Linked DNA regions of Mus musculus: all the other regions are linked to region 1. A link is a contact called in public Hi-C and HiChIP or PLAC-seq data. All regions are on one chromosome and are shown on one strand. Each heading gives the region's core, a stretch centred on a gene start, on an enhancer-like site or on the middle of the called end of the contact. The rest is flanking DNA. Distances are from core to core; before and after follow the strand shown. Region 1 overlaps Parva (parvin, alpha). Region 2 overlaps Tead1 (TEA domain family member 1). Region 3 has its middle 36 kb from the start of Rassf10. Region 4 overlaps Tead1 (TEA domain family member 1).

Evidence for each region. A called contact is a pair of places that touch in the nucleus more often than the background predicts. HiChIP or PLAC-seq counts read pairs in DNA pulled down with a chosen protein or histone mark.
Region 2: a contact with region 1 is called in an H3K4me3 HiChIP or PLAC-seq map of craniofacial prominence, with 5 times the contacts expected there. The contact joins two enhancer-like sites. A contact is called at or near these places in 2 of 15 datasets of contacts at CTCF or cohesin (the NIH/3T3 cell line and large pre-B cells), 11 of 484 Hi-C or Micro-C datasets (3T3-L1-derived adipocytes, the HL-1 cell line, embryonic stem cells and 3 more), 12 of 115 datasets of contacts at active chromatin or transcription factors (the NIH/3T3 cell line, cardiomyocytes, craniofacial prominence and 8 more) and 1 of 9 other capture datasets (embryonic stem cells).
Region 3: a Hi-C map of myocytes shows a contact between it and region 1, with 2.6 times the contacts expected there. The contact joins two enhancer-like sites. A contact is called at or near these places in 1 of 15 datasets of contacts at CTCF or cohesin (stem cell-derived epiblast-like cells), 10 of 484 Hi-C or Micro-C datasets (the HL-1 cell line, the N1E-115 cell line, Sertoli cells and 3 more), 2 of 115 datasets of contacts at active chromatin or transcription factors (astrocytes and embryonic basal ganglia) and 1 of 9 other capture datasets (embryonic stem cells).
Region 4: an H3K27ac HiChIP or PLAC-seq map of stem cell-derived neural progenitor cells shows a contact between it and region 1, with 9 times the contacts expected there. The contact joins two enhancer-like sites. A contact is called at or near these places in 1 of 39 promoter capture datasets (embryonic stem cells), 1 of 15 datasets of contacts at CTCF or cohesin (the NIH/3T3 cell line), 76 of 484 Hi-C or Micro-C datasets (the 63-12 cell line, the AML12 cell line, B cells and 47 more) and 8 of 115 datasets of contacts at active chromatin or transcription factors (embryonic basal ganglia, embryonic stem cells, epiblast stem cells and 4 more).

Annotation. Positions count from the first base shown.
Region 1 is chr7:112,464,726-112,469,854 of GRCm38.p6, forward strand. All of the region lies in intron 1 of Parva (parvin, alpha), which reads left to right. Gm45998 (a long non-coding RNA gene) reads left to right here. Exons shown (of 2, transcript XR_001778261.2): 2 at 1-1,184. Among named protein-coding and RNA genes, the nearest start is that of Gm45998, 16 kb to the left of the region's middle. Within about 2 kb of position 3,071, at least 162 of the 459 cell types and tissues checked have an H3K27ac peak or open chromatin away from gene starts, as enhancers often do. A contact at or near this core is called in the C2C12 cell line, the HL-1 cell line, cerebellum and 10 more, where this site is marked.
Region 2 is chr7:112,803,960-112,808,961 of GRCm38.p6, forward strand. The region is part of intron 2 of Tead1 (TEA domain family member 1); the gene reads left to right. Among named protein-coding and RNA genes, the nearest start is that of Tead1, 130 kb to the left of the region's middle. Within about 2 kb of position 3,707, at least 109 of the 459 cell types and tissues checked have an H3K27ac peak or open chromatin away from gene starts, as enhancers often do. A contact at or near this core is called in the HL-1 cell line, craniofacial prominence, muscle stem cells and 1 more, where this site is marked.
Region 3 is chr7:112,915,487-112,920,798 of GRCm38.p6, forward strand. No RefSeq gene overlaps it. Among named protein-coding and RNA genes, the nearest start is that of Rassf10, 36 kb to the right of the region's middle. Within about 2 kb of position 3,210, at least 51 of the 459 cell types and tissues checked have an H3K27ac peak or open chromatin away from gene starts, as enhancers often do. A contact at or near this core is called in muscle stem cells and myocytes, where this site is marked.
Region 4 is chr7:112,881,018-112,885,629 of GRCm38.p6, forward strand. All of the region lies in intron 10 of Tead1 (TEA domain family member 1), which reads left to right. Among named protein-coding and RNA genes, the nearest start is that of Rassf10, 71 kb to the right of the region's middle. Within about 2 kb of position 3,069, at least 111 of the 459 cell types and tissues checked have an H3K27ac peak or open chromatin away from gene starts, as enhancers often do. A contact at or near this core is called in the C2C12 cell line, cerebellum, embryonic basal ganglia and 7 more, where this site is marked.

The sequences.
Region 1 (5,129 bases), core at 1,821-4,320:
GAACTGACTCCAGCAAATTGTCCTCTGACCTCCACATGAGTGACATAGCACGTTTGTGCCCCTACGTAAACATACAAAAGAAATACTAATGTGATTTTTAAAATTCAGAAGTCAGGCATGGTTCCTATGTTTTAAGTGAGAGACTCTGGAAAGCTGGCCATGTCCCTTCTCACTTCTACATTTCATATTTGTTCTTTTTACAAACATTTATAGGGCACCAACTACATACCAAGTCTTATTTTTAGGAGTGAGGCATACGGCTTTGAACAGGATAGACAGGTATCTGGGCCTCGTAGATGAGATCAGCAGTATCAAACACATGATTGGAGTTGTGAGTAGCCGTGGCTTGCTGGGGAGCATACAGGTGACCAGACAGAAGGGCTAAAGAAGTCCTCTCTGAGGATGTGACCCAAGACCTAAAGGGTCAGGACTGTTCTATGAGAATGTCTTAGTTAGGGTTTTACTGCTGTGAACAGACACCATGACCAAGGCAACTCTTATGAGGACAACATTTAATTAAGGCTAGCTTACAGGTTCACAGGTTCAGTCCATTATCATCAATGTAGGAGCATGGTAGCACCCAGGTGGGCATGGTGCAGGAGGAGCTGAGAGTTCTACATCTTCATCTGAAGGCTGCTAGAAGACTGAGCATCCTCAAGTAGCTAGGAGGAGGACCTCAAAGCCCACCCCCACAGTGACATATTTCCTCCAACAAGGCCACACCTCCTAATAGTGCCACCTCATGGACCAAGCATATTCAGACCACCACAGAGAATCATGAAGATGAATGTCCCAAATGCTCCAGGCACAGACACATGATTTCCAGGACCCCAAAAGCAACAACGTGGAGGTGCTAGAAGACTAGTGAGAGGTGAGGTACTAAAGTCTAAAAGGAGCTTTTAGGAATCTTTTCAAGGACACAGAAAAGCCAGTGTAGGGTCTGAGCAGGGGAGTGTTGTGCTCTGAAGATTAGAGGTGTCCACTTCATTGACTTTGTCTAAAATTAAATAGTTACTGTCCATGTTTGATGAAATGGGGATTTTTGTTTTGTTTTTCTTTTTGGAGACAGGATTATTACCTCCTGTAATTTGACTTGACATGGTCAGTTGTGGGGCCTGAAAGCTGGCTCAAGGAGAGGTGCTTGCCTATAAATCTCTCTACCCCTGGAACCACATGATCAAAAAGAGAGAGAAACTGAGTCCTCTGACTTCCACATGTGCACCTTGGCAAACATGTGTGTGCACACATGCACACACACTCACAAATAAATAGATGGATAAACAAACAAATAAATACTATGATTTGTTTTTAAGAAGACGAGAGTGTGGTAGGTGGCAGATAGGATTAAACACCCTTAAAAGCTTATGGGTTGAAGGTTTGCTCTCCAGCTGGTGGTGCTGTTGAGGTGTGATTGAACCATGGGAGTCCTGTCTTCATCAGTGTGTGAGTCTACACTTAAGTTCATAGCCTAATAGACTGTTGAGAATCAGACCTAGTTGGAGGAATTAAGCCACTGTTGAGTCTTTGGAGAGGGTCCTCTCCCCAGCTCTCCCTCTGCCACGTGGTCAGCAGCTGTCAGGAGGCGCTCTCCTTACACAGAGTGATGGAGCTCCTGCCATGGGCTGAAAACTGTGACACCAAGAATCAGATCAATCTTTTAGTTTTCTTTTCTTTACAGAGCTCTGGTTGTCCTGGAACTCAATATATATAGACCATGCTGACCTTGAACTCACAGAAATCTACCTGCCTCTGCCTCCCAAGTACTGGGGTAAAAGGAATACACCACCACACCCGACCTCAATCTTCTAATTCTTCTTTTCAATGTTTTTCATGGGTTATGAGAAGCTAGGGCAGTCCAGTAAGTAATGGCCCCTCCAAATTCCACATATTAATCCCTAGGGCCTTTCATGATGATGAGAAATTAACAGTAAAAGTCAAATTATCATTAAGGTAATCAATCGAGTGACTGTAGAAATAGAAATGATTTTGAATCATCAGGTGTGTGTGCCCACACTGGCAAGGGACCTTAAAAGTGGAGGAGAGGGACCTGAGAGCTACAGGGAGGTGTGGCCAGGGACGAGAGGTCAGAGATATGTGACAGGACAGACTGTAAACACAGGGTGAGGAGCCATGAGCCAAGCCATGTTGGAGGCCACCAGCACCTGAAAAAGGGAAGGGCAGAGATTCTCCTCAGAGCCTCCAGAAGAGAACATGGGCCTGCTGACGTCCTGACTCCAGCCCAGTGAGACCTATTGTGACTTCTGACCTCCACCATTGTGAAATAATGAATGTGCGTTGTTTTAAGCCACTAAATATGTGGTAATTGGTTGCAGCAGAAAGAGGAATACAAACAACATTTTTGTACCAAATATCCTTAACTGTAGCACATTCTGTTATAACCTTTGGCTGAGAAATTGTAAGTCTGGTTTTTTTTCCAGGTGTAGTGAGTGTTTTAAATCTTAGCACTTGGGAGGCAGAAGCAGATCTCTGTGAGTTCAACACCAGCCTGGTCTACATAGTGAGTTCTAGGCTAGATAGGACTCCATCATGAGAACCTGTTTCAAAAGGAAAGAGGAGGAGGAGGAGGAGGAAGAGGAGGAGGAGGAAGAGGAAGAGGAAGAGGAGGAAGTCTCTTTAGAGAGATTGCTTGCCAGGCTATGTGGAATGATATCATGCCTTTGGAGGAGTGACTGGACTTGCTGACATGTCCCTAGCTTCGAGGAATGCAGATAGCAAGCATTTTTCCAGGTGGCACACTGAGTCCTGATTTTAACTGACCATGGAGACCAGGGGAAGCTACAAAATTCAGGGAGCGTGGTTGGATATGCAGTCCCAGGACCCTTAGTCAGTATGGTCCAGGGACTGTGGATCAGGGATTGGATGGCCCTCAGACTGATGTGGGATCTCCTTTGTTCTGCCTGGGATTCAAGATTTAGCTTCCAAGCCTCCTGTGTGAAACACCCTAGCTCTTTTCAGCTCTCAGGAAACTCCCTCTAAGCCTTTCCCCTCCCTTAGCCAGGGCCCCAGCCAGCTGCTTCGCCTCCTGTGCTGCGGTTGTTTTCCCTTGACTAGCTGTCAGGCCGGTCTGCAGAGGGCCAGCCCAGCCTGTTCCAGGCGTACATTTGGGGCTCAGCCGTGGATACATTTGATTGGTTGTGGCTGGATCCAAGGGGTCCTACACAAGGCCTCTTGCTTTCTCCTTTTAGGGAAGTTGGTTCTCTCTTGCTTGTTTCTCCTCCTCTCTCTGGACGCATCACCGGCAAATCTCAATAGGGCCCAGTGCCCGCAACCAGTCTGTGATTCACGCTGAGCCTGCCAGATTGCTCACTCCAAAACCCGTGTCCTTCCTTCCCTGGACACAGCCGAGGATCCTCCACCACCACAACCATCTTAGCTTCAAATGTGAAAATAAAACAGGGGGAAAAATCACCGTAGAACCATTTTTAGTGACTCATCACATGGAACCTTTGTGTAAAACCAAGAGGCTCAGATGGCAGAGAGCTCACCCAGTTAGTGTACCCAAAGCCCTGGGTGCCACCCCAGTACTGCATAAGCCTGAGCATCGTGGTGCAAGCCTGTGGTCCCAGCACTCGGGAGGCCCAGGCAATGGGAAGTGGAAGGGGCAGAATCGGAAGCTGAAGACTGGCTTGACAGAATGGTAAAAGTACTTACTTACTATGAAAGCCTGTGTCCTGAATTCTGTCCCCCAGAACCCATGGTAGGAGAAAACAGACTCCAGAAAGTTCTCCTCTGATCTCCACATGTGTGGGCACATGTGTAATAACATCCATGTCACGTCACTAGGGCTTACTGGTTGCCAATGTAGCCTGAAAACACAACTCTAGGCTCAATGAAAGACTGTCTCAAAGGTTTTTCTTTCTTTGTTCTTTTAAAAGATCCCTTCATTTCTTTTCCTTTAGATATTTAGGTGAACAGTAATAATTTTAAAATAGGCTTTAATTTGTTTTTTTTTTGGAGAAGACTTGAATTTATAGAGAATATATGGGGCTAATACAGGGTCCTCATGTATATCTCATACCCTTCCCCCTACTGTAGACTCACGCTGGTGGGAGACCTTGGTTACAGTGGGTGAGCCAGTACTGATGCACAGCTTTCACTAGAGGACACACCCACACTTTGTTTGGATTCTCTTAGCTCTTCTTACCTAAGAACCATCTTTCTCTGCTCCGGGACCACATTTCCTTAGGTGGGCCCAGATTCCTAATCTCCTTGTGGTAGGGATAGGTTTCAGGCTTTCCTTGGTTCTTATATTTTCTTTCTAAAATTTTTGCCTTTTTTTTTTTTTTTTTTTGGTGTGATGAACATTTTTGGCCTGCTTGTATATCTGTGCGTCTTATTCATATAGTGCTCACAGAGGCAAAAAACAAAACAAAACAAAACAAAACAAAAAAAGTACCTGATCTTCTAGGACTAGGGTTACAGATGGGTGTGAGCCACCATGTGGCTAGGAATCAAACCCAGGTCCTCTGGAAGAGCAACAAGTGCTCCTAACCACTGAGCCATCTGTCCAGCCCCTAGAGCTTATATTTCCAGGAAGTTGGGTGCTTCTGATCATCTCCTCATAGTCAGGCTGCGTTGAGTTGGTGGGTCATGGATGGCCTACGTAGCGTCTGTGAAGTTGGAATCAAATGATGTATGAAGCCTACAGCATGCTTAGAAAAGTCAGTGCTGACACAATGATACACAAGGCTTTCAAGAAAGAGCCTTCTCCGTTTATCCCTGCATGTGTCACTGGCCCATTGTCACTCTCCCTCCTGAGAGCTTCTAGCTTCCTGAGCACTAGACTCCCCCTCCATGGAATGCCTTTCATTCTCTCTACCTGGCTCCCTTCTGAAGTCTTGGGAAAGATGGCAAGGTCTGGTTGACTCTTCACCTCTGCCCTCCTTTTGTCTCCACTTTCCCTGAGGCAACTGGTGCAGTCCCCAGGGCTTGCTTAGGGGTGTGGGACTGATCATTCTGTTATATGCTGGAAAGCTCCCTGGGAGCTTGCTACTCTTCTTCTACCAACACAGCCTGGTACCCAGAAGACACCAGAGGATAAGAAATGGATGGGACATTAGAGAAAGGTGTCATTTTCCAGGGCAGCCTCAAGGAACATGCAGGGTGCC
Region 2 (5,002 bases), core at 2,457-4,956, 340 kb after region 1:
TAGCAACTTTATGCTTTTGTCATCTGTTGGCTCTTTTTGGTTCTTAAAGTTGAAAACATGTTTTGATTTTTTTTTTTTAAGTTTTCAAGTATATTTTTCATTTGTGGTGTGCTCATGGGTCATCAGTATAAGAAACTGTTTCTCCAGTTCTCTAGAGAAGCACTTGGGTAGCTGACTACATGCAGATGATAATGGTGATGGTGGTGGTGGTGGTGGTGGTGGTGGTGGTGGTGGTGGTGGTGGTGGTGGTGGTGGTGGTTGCAGCTTCCTCCTAGATTCTGGAAGGCAAGGTGCAAATGTCCTCTCTTGCTATACTTCTGACCGAAATGACAGTGCAGACTCAGAAATGAAATGATGGTCATCCAGATTATAAAGAAGTGACACTGTTCTTATTTCTTGATAGGTTGGACTGGTATTGAGAAGTCCTAAGACAGACAGACAGACAGACAGACAGACAGACAGACACACACACACACACACACACAATTGTGCTCAAAGAGCAAGTTTCTTTTCTTTTCTTTCCACCCCCTCCCCTCCCCAAGATAGGTTTTCTCTATGTAGCTCTGGCTGTCGAACTCACTCTGTAGATCAGGCTGGCCTTGAACTCAGAAATCTGCCCGGCTCTGCCTCTCAAGTGATGGGGTTAAAGGCGTTAGCCACCACTGCCTGGAATTTGTTTGCTTTTTGAAGCAGGGTTTCTCTCTGTGTAGCCCTGGCCGTCCTGGAACTTTCTCTGTAGACCAAGCTGACCTCAAACTCAGACATCCACCTGCCTCTGTCTCCTCAGTTCTGGGATTAAAGGTATGAGTTGCTACTGCCTGGCAAGAACAAGACTCTTATGAATAAATTTAATGAAATGAGTATGGGCTTCAACAATGAAAGGTGTCTAGCTTTGTTGGGGGGGGGCGGGGAGATGTAAGCAAAAGCTGTTCCATCTTCATGGAGTGCAAGACTCAATGCTTTCAAAACTTAGCACATAGCTACAGCGATAGGCTGTGCATGCTAATTGTGAAAGCTAAGACAGTTGAGCAGAATTGAGTGTGCAGAAATAAACCATTATTCATTCTTGCTCTTTCTACAGAGGAGCCAGTGCAATTCAGAAGTAGTAGAGTTCAATTCAGTCGTCTTCCACAAACCCTACTAGGAAATCGGGTCACCATACACACAAAGACAATTCTAGAATCTTATCTTACATTCCATATACAGAATATAGTTAAAAATGGGTTGTAGGGCTAAGTAGGATCTCTCAGAAAAACGTTGTACCGAATCTTTATGACCTTGAGGGAGTGAGAGTGCTTAGATAGAAAGCTAGACCTGGAACTACCCATCTTCCTTCTGGGATATTTGCTATATATTTATTTTGCACAACTGAATGTGTATTTATGAGGGGTGGTATGCATGCCACAGTCATGTGTATAAGTCAGAGGACAATTTGAAGGTGTCTCAATTTCAATCAGGCGGTTAAGCTTGACAGTAGGCCATTCCCCCCCCCCCCAAAGTGTGTATGTATATATGTATGTATGTATGTAGCACTCATTGGAGCTGTCTGGGCTATTCTAGACTTCTGTCATACTTTAAAAAAAATTCATGAAGCCTTTCTGGAGAATTGTATATTGGATTACATTTTTTAAATGTTATCTGTGAATTCCCAGAGTATGGGGATCCATGGTATCTTTGGTTCTTTGGCAAAGATTATATGTGTGATTTTCAAGATGTTATGAGTGTAAATTGGATACAGCCCAAACAAATAAGTGATCGAGACGGGATAAAAACTAGTGTGGATTCAGAGTGCGTCTCACCTCTCAGCTGCTCAAACTTCAAGCTCATCACTTGATGTCATGCAAGAGAGAGAAAGAAATTATTTTTCCTGTAGGGCTGCTTTAAACATGAACTGGAAGAAATTTTGTTTAAAGGGTTAGTGCTGGGCCTGGCAGATAAAAACCCATTATTCATATTGCTGAGCAGTCGGGGCTCAGGTTCATGGGCTTGGGGATCAGAGCCTAGGGGTTTCTGACTCAAGTCACAGCTCCCATGTTTTTCCTTTTTAGAATGCACTTCAAAGGCCGTAGCAAGTTCTCCTGTCACTGCAGACTTGATTTCCTTTGGGCTGTAGCTATCCCCATAGCTTAAATTCATAGAGTAACTAAAGCCCAGGAGGGAATTCTTCTCAACCCTCTGTCTCCGAGAATCCCCTTGGTGGGGTTGGGAGGTGCCACTCTTGTGATCTGTTGTTATTGTTTTGGAGGCTGTGAACCTTCTGGGTAGAACCCAGTGGAGTTTCCTGAGTGCAGAAGAATTGAGTGAATCAAATAATAACATTTAGACTCATTATCTCCAGTGACATACGACTTCCCCGGCGTTATCACTCAACCTGTATAGTCTGACTCCAGCTAGCCTGTGAGTTCTCAGTGGGGTACTGCACCTTCTGATTGTCTGTCTGCATCCCTTGCATAGCAAGGAGACTGTCCTGGCATTTTCTGAGTATCATAGATGAAGTAATAGGCTCACATCTGTGTCAAATTCAGAGCCTTAAAATTAAAAGTCTCTTCTTTGTGCTTTCAACTGTGCTGGAGCAGGATAGCGTGATCAAAAAGGAAAGCCATGTAAATGAGGGGCTTGGGGACACTGCTCTTCAGGGAGGGTGGGGATTTGAACTTGGATCTGCAAACTCTGGGTCCTGAGGTACCCACTTCTCTACCTTGCAGCTTCTTCTGGAGACTACAGGAGGCACCAGAAAGGTGAAGATTACCCACTTCCATGTTCAGTGAGAGAATGAGGCAGATCTGAGGTCCCATTTCTCTGAGCCCTGGATAAACTCTCATGGACATGCTATTTTGTTGTAGGCTCTCTTTGTGTCATGGTGACTTGGGTGGATGCTTTGGTCCCTCCCCCACCCCTTTGGCACAGACTGTTCTATCCCAAGCCAGTGAGGCAATAAATGAGAGAAAATGACCCTTCCTGGTCATAGAAAGTGGCAGCTGGTGAAACCTGAAGACTGTGTGTTCCAGAAGGAGAGGTGGCCACAGTAGAGTGTGAGGCTCTACTCACACACTTTGCCTGAAGAATGTTTACCTTCTTCATGGTTGTCAATAAACGGTCCTGCAAACCCAACCTTGGCTCTGTGTATGTGTCTCCTGCCTGTGTGCCTGTGTAGATGCCCAAGGTCCATGTTGGGTGTCTTCCTTAGTGGCTCTCTGACCTTATTTTCTGAGCCTGAGTATCTCATAGGGCTAGAGTTCACCATTCAGTTAGACTAGCTGGCCAGTGAGCTCTGTGTGTCCTGTCTCAGTGCTGGGATCTGGGCCTCACTCCCACACCACGGGTTAGGTGCTATGGATTTGCTAGGTCCTTCTTTCTGCCTGAACCATCCCCCTAACTCCCAGCTTGACTCTTAAGGGCAAAAGGTGCCATTGCTCCAGGGCCACTCCATGGATGGAGACCTTTTCCTGGCAGACACTTGATTCACAAGGACGCTAATTATCCCTTCTTCCTCCGGCGGCTCCTCAAACAATCATCCCGCTTGTTTAGTGCACAGTGTGGTGTTGGAGAGTTTGGCCTTTTTGTTTAACTGTATGTTCATATTGTTCTTTATGTACTTAGTTTATAGCTTATGCAGCAGACATTCCGGTCAATTAGCTTCTTGTCCTGCAAACTGGGCGCTGCTGGGCTCCTTTCTTCCTATGCTGTGTGGGTTGGTTTCAAGTTACAGGGTTTTTATTGGCTCCTCTTTGCTGAACCCTGGTTTCCAAAGCCTGGTGTTTATGAGCTGAGTTTCTTAAAGGTACAGTTTCCTTTTTTTTTTTAATGAGTTGCAATGCCTAGCACATTTGAACAACAAAAATGAGGATATGAGGTGTATTTGGAAGTGTGTGTTGTATGTCTGTGTTTTAAAAGGAACATTCATTAATAAAAATTTTAAGTGAAAGCTAGGAGGAAATCGGCTCAAGTAGTGGATATAACCCTACCTCCTACTCACAGCCCCATTAAAGACAGACTCTCACGTATTATTCTGGCTGGCCTTCATTTGTAGACCAGGCTTACCTCAAAACTCCACAGAATGGAGAATGATCAAGAAGACATATGGCATTTGGGTCTCCATATACATGTACCTATATACATGCAACACACACACACACACACACACACACACACACACACACACACACACACACACACACGACTCTAAGTGAATGAGTCTCACCTTGGGTTTTTTTCTCATTAGTTTCAGTCAGCCCAGGAAACCTTCTTCTTGATTTTCATTTTTTCCTGTTCACTCCACATCTATCTTCTCTTTGGTAGGATTCTTGCCTTTTGTTTTCATCTTGGGTTTTTGGAACCTGCCTCAAACACTTGGGAGCAAGATGGAGTAGAATGAGCTGCTTAAATTCTGTTTTGTATTAGGCACCAGTTCTACAGATGATACCATTATGGAATGTACGCAGCATCACTGAAAGTTTGTATTGCTGTTTAAATATTGGAAAGAAAAATTTATGTTTTTCCCCCCTTTTCACTTTCTGGTTGATTGTTTGTTTTGACACAGTCTGGTGTAGCTCATATAGCTGAGATACTGGCCTTGAACTCACTCCTGCTCCTCCCATCTTTACCTCCCAAGTGTTGAGATTGCAGGTGGGCACCGCCATGCCCACACCATGCCTTCTGATGCCTTACTACCTTCACTTTGTTGATGCTGGTGAGTGTGTCATAGTGCAGGTGCATTTGGAGGTATTGTTTCAGGGTTGTCCCCCCAAACTGAAGCACAGCACACAGCATTTTACACTGGTCTATTTTGAGCCAGAATAATACCCAAGTTTCTACACGATAGTCTTGGCTATACCATTGACTTCCCACAGTTTCTCATGGTACCCAGCCCAGAAAATCTATGAGAATTTAGGAGTTACTCATCCCAGCATCTCCTTTCTATTCCCTTGTAAGTTCTCTTTGAGTTTCACTCATTGGGGGAGACTCTTACCCATCTCACTGGGGACTGCCCTGGACATGGAAG
Region 3 (5,312 bases), core at 1,960-4,459, 450 kb after region 1:
ACCCAGGAGCTCCCTGGCCAGCCAGCTCTGGGGAGCCTCCTCTTTCCACCTCCACCCCACAAAGCGCGGGGGTTAAAGATGGTGCCACCAATCCTGGCTTTTACAAAGATGCCTTTACCCACTGAGCCACCACCCAGCTCATGCTGTCTGTCTTTAAATCCAGCCTTTTAAAAGTGTAATTTGCTCTCATTAGAAGTAAACAATGAGTTTGGAAAATTGCACTCAGTTGCATAACTGTCACCACATAAAGTACAGCACATATGCACCACCTACACCTAGAGCTTCCCACTTCTCTTCAAGCCATCCCCTCCCCATGACAGCCAGGCTCAGGCAGGCAAGCACTAGTTTGTGCTCTGTTCTTCTACTTTTGGCTTTTCTGGGAGTTCACGTAATCGGTGGCATGCGGCATGCAGTCCTTTCTGTTCGCTTCCTTTCACTCCCAATAATGTGTTTCAGTGTCATCAATGATATTTCTAAAAGCAGTAAGTAGTTCATTGCCTTTTCATTGCCAACAGTAGTGTCCCAAAGCGCACATGCACCACTGTTGAATCCCAGCTGACAGGCATTTGAGTTGTTCCCAACTTTTGGGCTTTAGTGTATCCTGCTGCTGTGAGAAGTGTCTGTGCTGAGCCTTTTTGTGGACATGTCATTGAGTCATTGGCAATTGTGTCTTTGTAAGAGCTTGTCCCTTTATTTCTCCACACAACTGTGCCATTCCCCATGGCCTCCAGCCATGGATGCCGCCTTTGGAATTGGTAGTTGTCATTCTTCACCATTTAGCCTTCTGATAGGTACATAATAGCATCTCTTTGTGGTTTTAACTTGAACTTCCTGGATGACCTAGTGAGACCCAGTGCTCTCCATGTGCCCCTTAGCTACTCGTTTATCTTAGGAAGTGACCCCCTCGAATCTTTTCCTCATATTTATTTCTTTTAGTCATTGAGTCTTGGGAGGGTTTGATATAGTCTGGATACAAGCCTGTTTTTGCATAGATGCCTTGCCAATCTTTTCTCCTTCTCTGGCTTGCCTTGCAGTTTCTTAGCTTGACCATTTGAGGAGCAAAAGCCTTAAATCACAATAAAGCCTGTTTTATCTTTTTAAAAGATGTGATTCCTCTCCTCCTCCCCCTCCTCCTCCTCCTCCCCCCTCCTCCTCCCCCTCCTCCTCCTCCTCCCTCCTCCTCCTCCTCTCCCCTCTTCCACCTCCCTCCACCTCCTTCTTCTCCACTTTCCTCCTCCTCTTCCACTCCCCCCTCCTCCTCCTTCCTCCTCCTCTTCCTTTTTCTTCTTGAAACCTCATTTTAATCTACCCATGTGAATACATGGGAATTCATTCGACTTGTGGCCTGACTCTGTATCCACCATTTGTAAAATTGTTTATTAAGTTGAATAGCTTTTTGTAAAGAATTATAGGACCTTGTCATCTGCAAATTTAGACAGTTTGCCTCTCCCTTCACAATAAAAGTGTCTGTCTGCACCCCTTACTTTTAACACAGGATCTGACCCTGCTGACCTGGAACTCCTGTGCAGCCCAGCTCACTTGTTGCAATTCCCCTCTGCTCCTGGGATGCTGCACCTTCATGCCCACCTTCACTGGGGCTTTCTCCACTGAATTCCAACTAGCCTTATTTTGTAGCAGTGGCTTCTTTCTAAGGTGTTTTTGTCCTTAGCTGAGACGCTTCCTCTCTTCCTGAGCATGCTCGGTTCAGGGGTCAGCCAGCGGCAGGATTGGGTAGCATTTAGAGAGGGCTGGGGACAGGGTGTCTCAGGCTCCCAACCTTCCTGGTCTGTCAGCTGTCATCGTTCTGAATGCAACCTTCTGTTTCAGGGACCAAAATGATGGCTGCTTTTCACCAGTCCCAGCAGTAGCTCATACACCACTGGGTACCCCCAGGCTCAAAGAGCAGAAGCAGGGAGGGATCACACTTCAGTAACATCTCTGCTTCATGCCTGGCTTTTCCCAGAGCCTGCCTACTGGCTTCACTCTTCAGTGCTGTCGGATAGCTGCATTTCAAGTGGCGTCCACCCAGCAGATGTGTCTGTAATCATTTCTGTGAACAGAAGTCTTACTGAGTGAACATTGTATCAGTTCCCTTGATGTGGGAGTTACATTGTCTTTTCCTTTTTATAGTTGCTGAGTCTTCTCATGAGGTCAGTCTCGAATCTAGTCACAAAGTAAAGGGAGTTTGGATTAATTTTTGTCAGCACATCTGGACATTTGGGCACAGAGGTGGGAATGAGGTTAGAGGTCACGCTGTGCTTGCATACCCTTCTCTCTTTCTATTCAGGAGGGCCATAGTCCAAGATTCTCATTGACTGTGTGAAACCGCAGTTTCAAAGATGTCCTAATTATAGCATGACCACAGAGTCCCAGAGTTGATGGATCCTCCCACACTTGATGCTCTCTCTGGTGCTCCAGGATGCTGTTAAGTAGAGTTAAGGTGACTTGAGCACAAGCATGGAGATATAGCAGAGTTAGGGTGATGGCTTACTAAGTAACAAACGGTTAGGTAGTATATACACTGTGGATGCCCTGGACAGAGGGAACAGTCATGCCCCAGGGAGGATGGAGCAGCTGGAGATTGCATCACAGTGTTCAAACTGGGATGTAACTTAAAACCTCATGAGTCGATTATTTGTGAAATTGTCCGTTTGCTCTTCTCTGACTGCAGCTGATGGCAGGCAACAGACTCAGTGATTAAAAACCACAGGGTGGGGGGGGGGGGGCAAAACCACCAACAGAAATGGACGACTGTCGTCGGCTGTACGGAAATATTTATTGGAAAATAATACGTAATGCACATAATGGCCTTGACGTCAGTGAGCACATTAATGGGAAACAAAGAGGCAGAGAGAATGGAGAATGGAAAGTTAGACAGAAAAAAGCAAAGATGGAAACAAACAGACGGAGAGGTGGGGGCGGAGGGAAGGGAGGGAGGAGGCAGAGGAGGGAGAGTGAGAACGGTGACCACAGAGAGCCCTAGGACAAAGAAACAAGGCTAAGGGCTTTTTCACATGGCCACAGAGATAGACACGGAAGATGAGCCCTGGCGCTAGGTGGAGTGTGCGCATGCCCAACCCTTGCCTGTCCTGTCACTCAGGAGCTCTGACCTTGTGAGCTTTCCTCCCTCCCGCTCCTGTGACAGCTGCCTGTCAGTCTGTGTGGCCAGGAGACGTTAAGAATAGAAGCTGTGCAGAAGCCAGGGATTCTCTGAACCAGCACAGTTGATTTTGTGATGCCCTCAGGTCCAGTCTGAGGGAGGCTCGGTGTGCGCGGTCCCTGGGTGCTTATGCCTCCGTCTGGAGCCTGCGTGATTTCCCACTGCTGCTAATCTTGAGCTTCACTCCCCTTACACATCACCAGTTCCCCGAATCCACTCCAGGCTGCCCCACCTCACTGCCAAGATTCCCTCACAGAGATGCCCGCGCCATGCCCCGCCCCCACCAACCCTCCTGGCGTCTTTCTGCGTCGTCCTTTTTCCTTCTTCCCCAGATGTACACCGAGTTACCTTGTAGCAGGTGACAGCAGTGGGCCCATGGTCTCTTTTGGAATAATCTCTCGGAGAATTTTGTTAAGTGAATTTTCTCACCCTATAGTCTTAAGTCTCCTCTGTCCTCAATGTAGCTTTCTCTGTTCAGAATTGACATCTGAATCTCTGCTGGACCAGCGCCTAAGACTGAATTGACTCCCAGGGCCTGGACGGGGGTACTGAGATTTTGCCTACCCCCCCCCTCCCCGGCCTTAATAGTGAGTTGGAAAGAGGCTGGATTTGTGATAGAGTCTGCTCGAGAGAATTCTGTTTACAAGACCATCCTGTTAGGGAGAGACTTACCTCCATCTACTATCTTGCAACGTCTGGAAATCCTTCAGGGGATTAGTGGCCCAGGAGTTTAATGTCAGGAGCAGGTAGAAATGAGGACATCCTAGTTTCAGGGCATAAGGCACAGGTGGACATAAAGATGTCACCTTTATAAGTGCCCAAAGCTTAGCTTAATACCATGTTTTAAAAAGAAAACCTCCTGTGTTTCTTTTTAAAGGTTTTGTCTTTGGTGTGTGTGTGTGTGTGTGTGTGTGTGTGTGTGTGTGTGTGTGTGTGTGTGTGTGCATGTAAGAGAGACAGAGACAGAGATACAGGGACAGAGACACAGAGAAACACAGAGACAGACAGAGACATAAAGAGACACAGATACAGAAAGACAGAAGGGGTAGATGGAGACAGAGAGAAGAGGGGAGAGGGAGGCAGAAGGAGGGGTAACACTCATGGAAATCAGGGGACAACTTGCAAGGTCACACATTTTACCAAGGTCTTTGGGCCCCTCAGACTATACAGTCAGGCCTGGCACTACCATTTCTGGGGCTATTTTCAGAGAAGTAGAGCAAGTTTTGTATGGCTGGGCCACCTGGGGCCACAGGGTTCTTGGAAATTAAAAAAATAAAACCAAACCAAATCAAACCAACCAACCAAAAAAAAAAAAAAAACAACAAAAACCCACTTTAGTACGTTCCTCTTGTGGACAGCAGAGGGCAGCAAACTGCCATGTCAACACTCCTGGAAGCCGGCGGCTTGGATAGAAGAGACTACTAGGGTTGGTTGGCTTCATGTTTTTAACCATTACAAGCACATGCTGGTAACCCCAGAACTTTGGAGGCCAACCTGAAAGATCATGAGGTCGAGGACAACTTGGGCAACATAGTGAATTCAGCCAGCTGTCTAAAATTGTCAAATAACAACAACAACAAAAAAAAAAACCCTGAAGCCAAGGGACTGTACATGATGCTCTTGGCTCCATTCCAGCACACTGTGAACCAGGTCTAGTGTCCTACACCTGTAACCCCAGCACTGTAGGTTCACAAGTTTAAGGACATCTTCAGCTACATAGCAATTTCAAGGTTAGACTGGGATGCATTGAGACCCTGTCTCAAAATAAAACAATGCTCTCCACCCCCAAACCTAAAACAGAACAAGCAAAACCCAGAACCCCTCAGTCAAGGTCATATGTGTGGTTGCTATTCCTGCAAAACCTGAACTCTTTCGAAAGCTCTTTTGACCTTGACAGTGGGAGCCAGCGAAGGGTGTCCAGTGCAGGGCTATGCTGCCTATAAAGAAGACAGACCCCTTCAAAGACTTCCCAAGTAGCTGGCATCGGTCTCCATGGGGCTGCCTCTCATCCTGACAGTTTTCCAGCAAGGTCTGTATTGCCATCTCTCCTTTCCTAAGGAGGGCACTGGACTCCAACTTGGGCAATTTTTCAACGGCTCATAGCTATGAAGTAGAATAACATGGATTTGAATCCTTGTCTACTGACTTTCTA
Region 4 (4,612 bases), core at 1,819-4,318, 420 kb after region 1:
ATTTCTACTTCTAGTCCTACTAAAACCCAAGAATGTCGAGATTACTTGTGTAAAGAGAGCTGTATGTTTCCACCTTATAGCCCAAACTATTCATAAGATCGTTTAATGTAATGAAACCTTATTCTTACACGTAATTGGAGTAATGAGCTGGGGGCTGGCTGGAGAGATAGCTCAGCTGCTAAGAGAGTCTGCTGCTCTTACAGAGGACTAGGGCTCATATTTCTGCACCTGCATCAGGTGGCTCACAACCTTCTATAACTCCAGCTCTAGAGGATCTGACACCCCATTCTGGCCTATGAGTGTACATGTGCATGCACACACATATACTAAAAGAAATCTGCATGCATGTGTATAAACACACATAAAAGTAAAATCTTTTTCCTTTTGAGAGGTAGGTGTCACCTGGCTGGCTGGCCTCAAACTCACTATGTAGACCAGGCTGCCCATGAACACACAGAAAGCCCCCTGAGTCTGTCTCTTAGTCTTAGGATTAAAGGCATGAGCCACCATGCCCAGTCCAAAATACAATAAATCTTTATAAAACTTGTAGATGTATAATTATGTATCTTCTTGCCAGGCATAAAAAATTCCAATGTCCATTTAATAAGTTGTTTTCCTTCCACATCATTGTAAATAGTTACATCTTAGGAACTAAGATATGTATTACCCTATTTCCTTTTTTTTTTAAAGATTCATTTATTTTTATTTTATGTGCATTGGTGTTTTGCCTGTAGATATGTCTGTGTGGGGTGTTCCAGGTCCTTGAAATTGGAGTTATAGATAGTTGTGAGCTGCCACGTGGGTGCTGGAAGTTCAAACAAGATCCTCTATTCTCCAGCCCCTTTACTATATTTTTAAATAATGCTTTTTTCACTATAAATAACAATATGTTCATGCTCACTTAATTTTACATAATTAATTATCATGTAACCTTGACTGCCCTAGAACTCACTATGTAGATTAGTCTAGCCTTGAACTCATGAAGATCTATCTGCCTTCTTCTGCCTCCCAAATGCTGGGATTAAAGCTATATAACACCATGCCTGCATAACCACTTTTTAAAGGAATTTAAAAAGTGAGGTTAATTTGGGAACCATACAGATGTCAGAGAATTCTGTGAACCTGAGAAAAGGTGAGTCAGTTATCTGACCTGTAGAAGCCACATAGAATCTCTTCCTTTGGGAGTTGCCTAGAGCACGCTGGGAGAATCCCTCTGCCAGCTGCTGGCCAGTCCTCAACTGCGTTCTCTCCTGGATCATTGGGCTGTGTTTGCTAGCAAAACTGAGGACAGGGTGCAGCCATTCCTGTGTGTGTTTAAACATTATCACTGTCTTAGGAGAGCTGCCACTGAACAGAGGGACAGACAGGGACAGACAGAGGGGCAATGTCCTTCCCACACTTGTTTTGTTTTTTGTTCTTGTTTGTAGTTCCATTAAAACCGAGTTGACACCCTTAGTCACAAAGGAACCCTCTAGTCTGTTGGATGCTCAATCAAGATCCATTATCACCACTCTGTCTCACATTTAAAAGTAGGGGGCTAGAGAGAAGGCGGCTTGGAGCGTAGCAGTTGAAAGCATGAACTGCTTCTCCAGAGAACCAGAGTTCAGATCCCAACACCCAGTCGGTGACTCAGCACCACCCGTAGCTCCAGCTCCCACAGATCAAACACCCCTGGCTTCCCTGTACACCTGCACTCATGTACGCAGTCGTGCATGCACACAGTCAGGAAAAGAATAAAAATTATAATCTTTTGAAAGTAATACAAGTTAGTTACAAGTAATTCAAGAAGATAAAAGAATACGATATAAAATGTGAGACAGACTCTAGGCCCAGTTACCTGTCAACCCAGTCTGAGGGTTGTACATGGATGGATACAGTATTTGTATACAATTAGGACATTTTCTTACAGCAGTCAGCATTTGAGGATATGTCTTAGTTTTTGTTCTTTTTAGTAAAGATGACTCATTAGCATTAGTAGAATTATTGGGGGAGTAACTAACACTGAGGCCTTCCCATTTAAATTTAAATCCCAGAGCTAGTGTCTATGAGATCACTGGAACGCTTGTGTACCAAAGTACTGGTGATGTGTATCTGCCATGCAGGTTTCACTGGGTAACCTATAGCTTATTCACGTACAGCTGTTATTTCACTGTGTGTGATTGGTTGCCTGGTGGTTGTTGCTTATTTAAGAGGGACATTTCATGGATGGAATGTCCCTCTTAAATAAGCAACAACCTGGGAAAGTGGCAGCATTCTTTGTACACTGATGAACTAGGTAAGGTCAGGCCACCTCCGCTGGACGCCCAGGACTTCATTACCTGGCTCAGTTGGAAAGCAAGCAGTCTGAACAGAGACTTAGTTGGTAGGGCTAAGACCTTGAGTCTATGACAGTTCCAGCCTGAAGCCTACAGTGGGTCCTTACCTGGAGTTGTGTGGGTAATATTAATTGCATTTTTGTAAATGAATACTTGCATTGGTGGGAAATTTGCAATGCAAACAGACAGCCTTTTCAGACGAGGCTTATTGTAATTAGAGCAAGCTTTTAAGATTCTTTGAAGTACTGAATGTTTATGAAATTCAAATGGGGGTGTGCAGTCTGCACAATAAAGGGTCCCGGTGGTGTTTTTAAAAATCGTCTATTTTGTGGATGTAAATATATGCCATAATTAGTGGGAAGTAAGTTGAAGAGCTAGGCTGGCTGAGTTTATTCCTGTTATTCTTATTTAAAACAGCTGTGGCCTCTGCTTCAGTGGTGTTGTGTCAGGGCACACAGACTCCAGTGAATGGCTGCACTCAGGGGCCCACTTCCCTGCTGGCAGCCCCTTCCTTCCCTGTCCCCATAGGCAGGCTGTCTAACTGGAGCGGTGTCCAGCACAACGCAGGCCTCCCCTGCCCAGACCCCTGAATCCTGTGGGGTGGGCATGCAAATGAAGCAGTGTGGGAGGGCTCTGGGGCTGCCAGCTCTCTCCAAACCTACCCCCTCGCTCCCTAGTTAAGCTCAGTCTCTCAGGGCCCCTTTGCCCTGTGCAGAGCAATTGTCCTTTGGCGCCTGTGGGAGCAGCTGCAAAGCCCGCAAGGCGTGCCCTGCCTGGCCTAGCCTCACCATGTGGCAGGCCTGGACAGCCGCCCACAGCAAGGCCCAGCTCCTGGTGCCGCCTGCCAAGCAGCCAGATGCTGCCATTGGGAAAAAATTGCTTCACAATTTGAAATCTTGGTCCTTTGATCATGGCTCAGAGAGGATGCAGAGGGGAGATTCAAAGTGGTGGTTTGAAAACGGCCCATCCATCAGTTCCCATTACACTGGCTCTTGTCAAGGACAGTCCTGGATGGTTTTCATTTCTATAACCTCATAATTCCTGCCCAGCCCTCTGCACACTCAAAAATGAAGGGAGATAAGTTGGAAGGGTATGTCCACAGGCTGCCCCTGCCCCTTTATGTCTTTACCTTAGGGGTTCTCTCCTTACTCACCCAGCAAGCTTTGCCTTGTTAGCCTGTGACACCGCCAAGTGTCCTTTCTATGTGGGCTGTCAGCTCCCTTGTAGCCAGTTCTCCAGAGGCCACAGGGTTTGCAGGGACAGTTTCTCTGTCCTTGGCCCTTTGCCCTGTCCCCTCTTCAGGGTCTGGATCCCACACACCTAGACCAGGCTTCATTTTAAAGATTTTTTTTTTCTCCCTACCCAAGACAGGGTTTCTCAGTGTAACAGTCTGACTGTCCTGGAACTCTCTTTGTAAACCAGGCTGGCCTTGAACTCACAGAGATCCACTTGCCTCTGCCTCCCAGGAGCTGGGATTAAAGGCATGGACTACCACACTGGACTGATAATTGCATTTTTCATGTTTGCCCCAAAGCACAGGTCTCCCCCCCAACCCCTAATCCATGAAATTGAACAGTGAACCATAGCTTTGAATAAATAGGTATATTGAATAAGAGGACAATGAGGAGAAGCCATGCCTTAAGTGTCTCATGTAGCAAAGGCTGGCTTTGAACTCCTGATCCTCTTGCTTTTGCATCCCATGTGTAGATTATAGGCATGTGCCAACATTCCTGGTTTATGAAGGCAAAAGACTAAACCTAAATCCTCATGCATAGTAGTCGAGCACTCTCCCGACTGGGTTACATCCCCAGCCCCAGCGGTATATTTTTGTTGGTATATTTTTGTTTGTTTGACCTGCCTTTGACACCTGCCTCTGCCCCTACCCTGCTTTCCAGAACTTGCCTACAAACAGATCTTGGAGCCTTTAATCCACTCAGCGTGTTAGTAACTTCTTTTTTGTTGGTTTCTGGAGGAAATTCCATAATGTGTCTCTGCTCATGACTTGTGGAGAGTGGTGGGTTTGTATCTGTCTGAGTAGTTACACCTTATATGCCAGATGTGTCATGGAACTCACAAACCAGGGAAGCATCCTGCTTTGTTTACCTGGGAAAAAGCCAGCCTGCTATTTGCACCCATGTGGACTGAATTGATGGCCATCATCATGTTTATTGATTGTACTGGGGAAGGTGTCTGTAGATAGGACTTGAGGCTCTGTCCTGGTCAGTGTTTTGGTTGTGGAGTTAAAAGAAGTAGTGGCCGGTGCTTCATCAATACAGCAGCTTGCAGCTTGCAGCTTG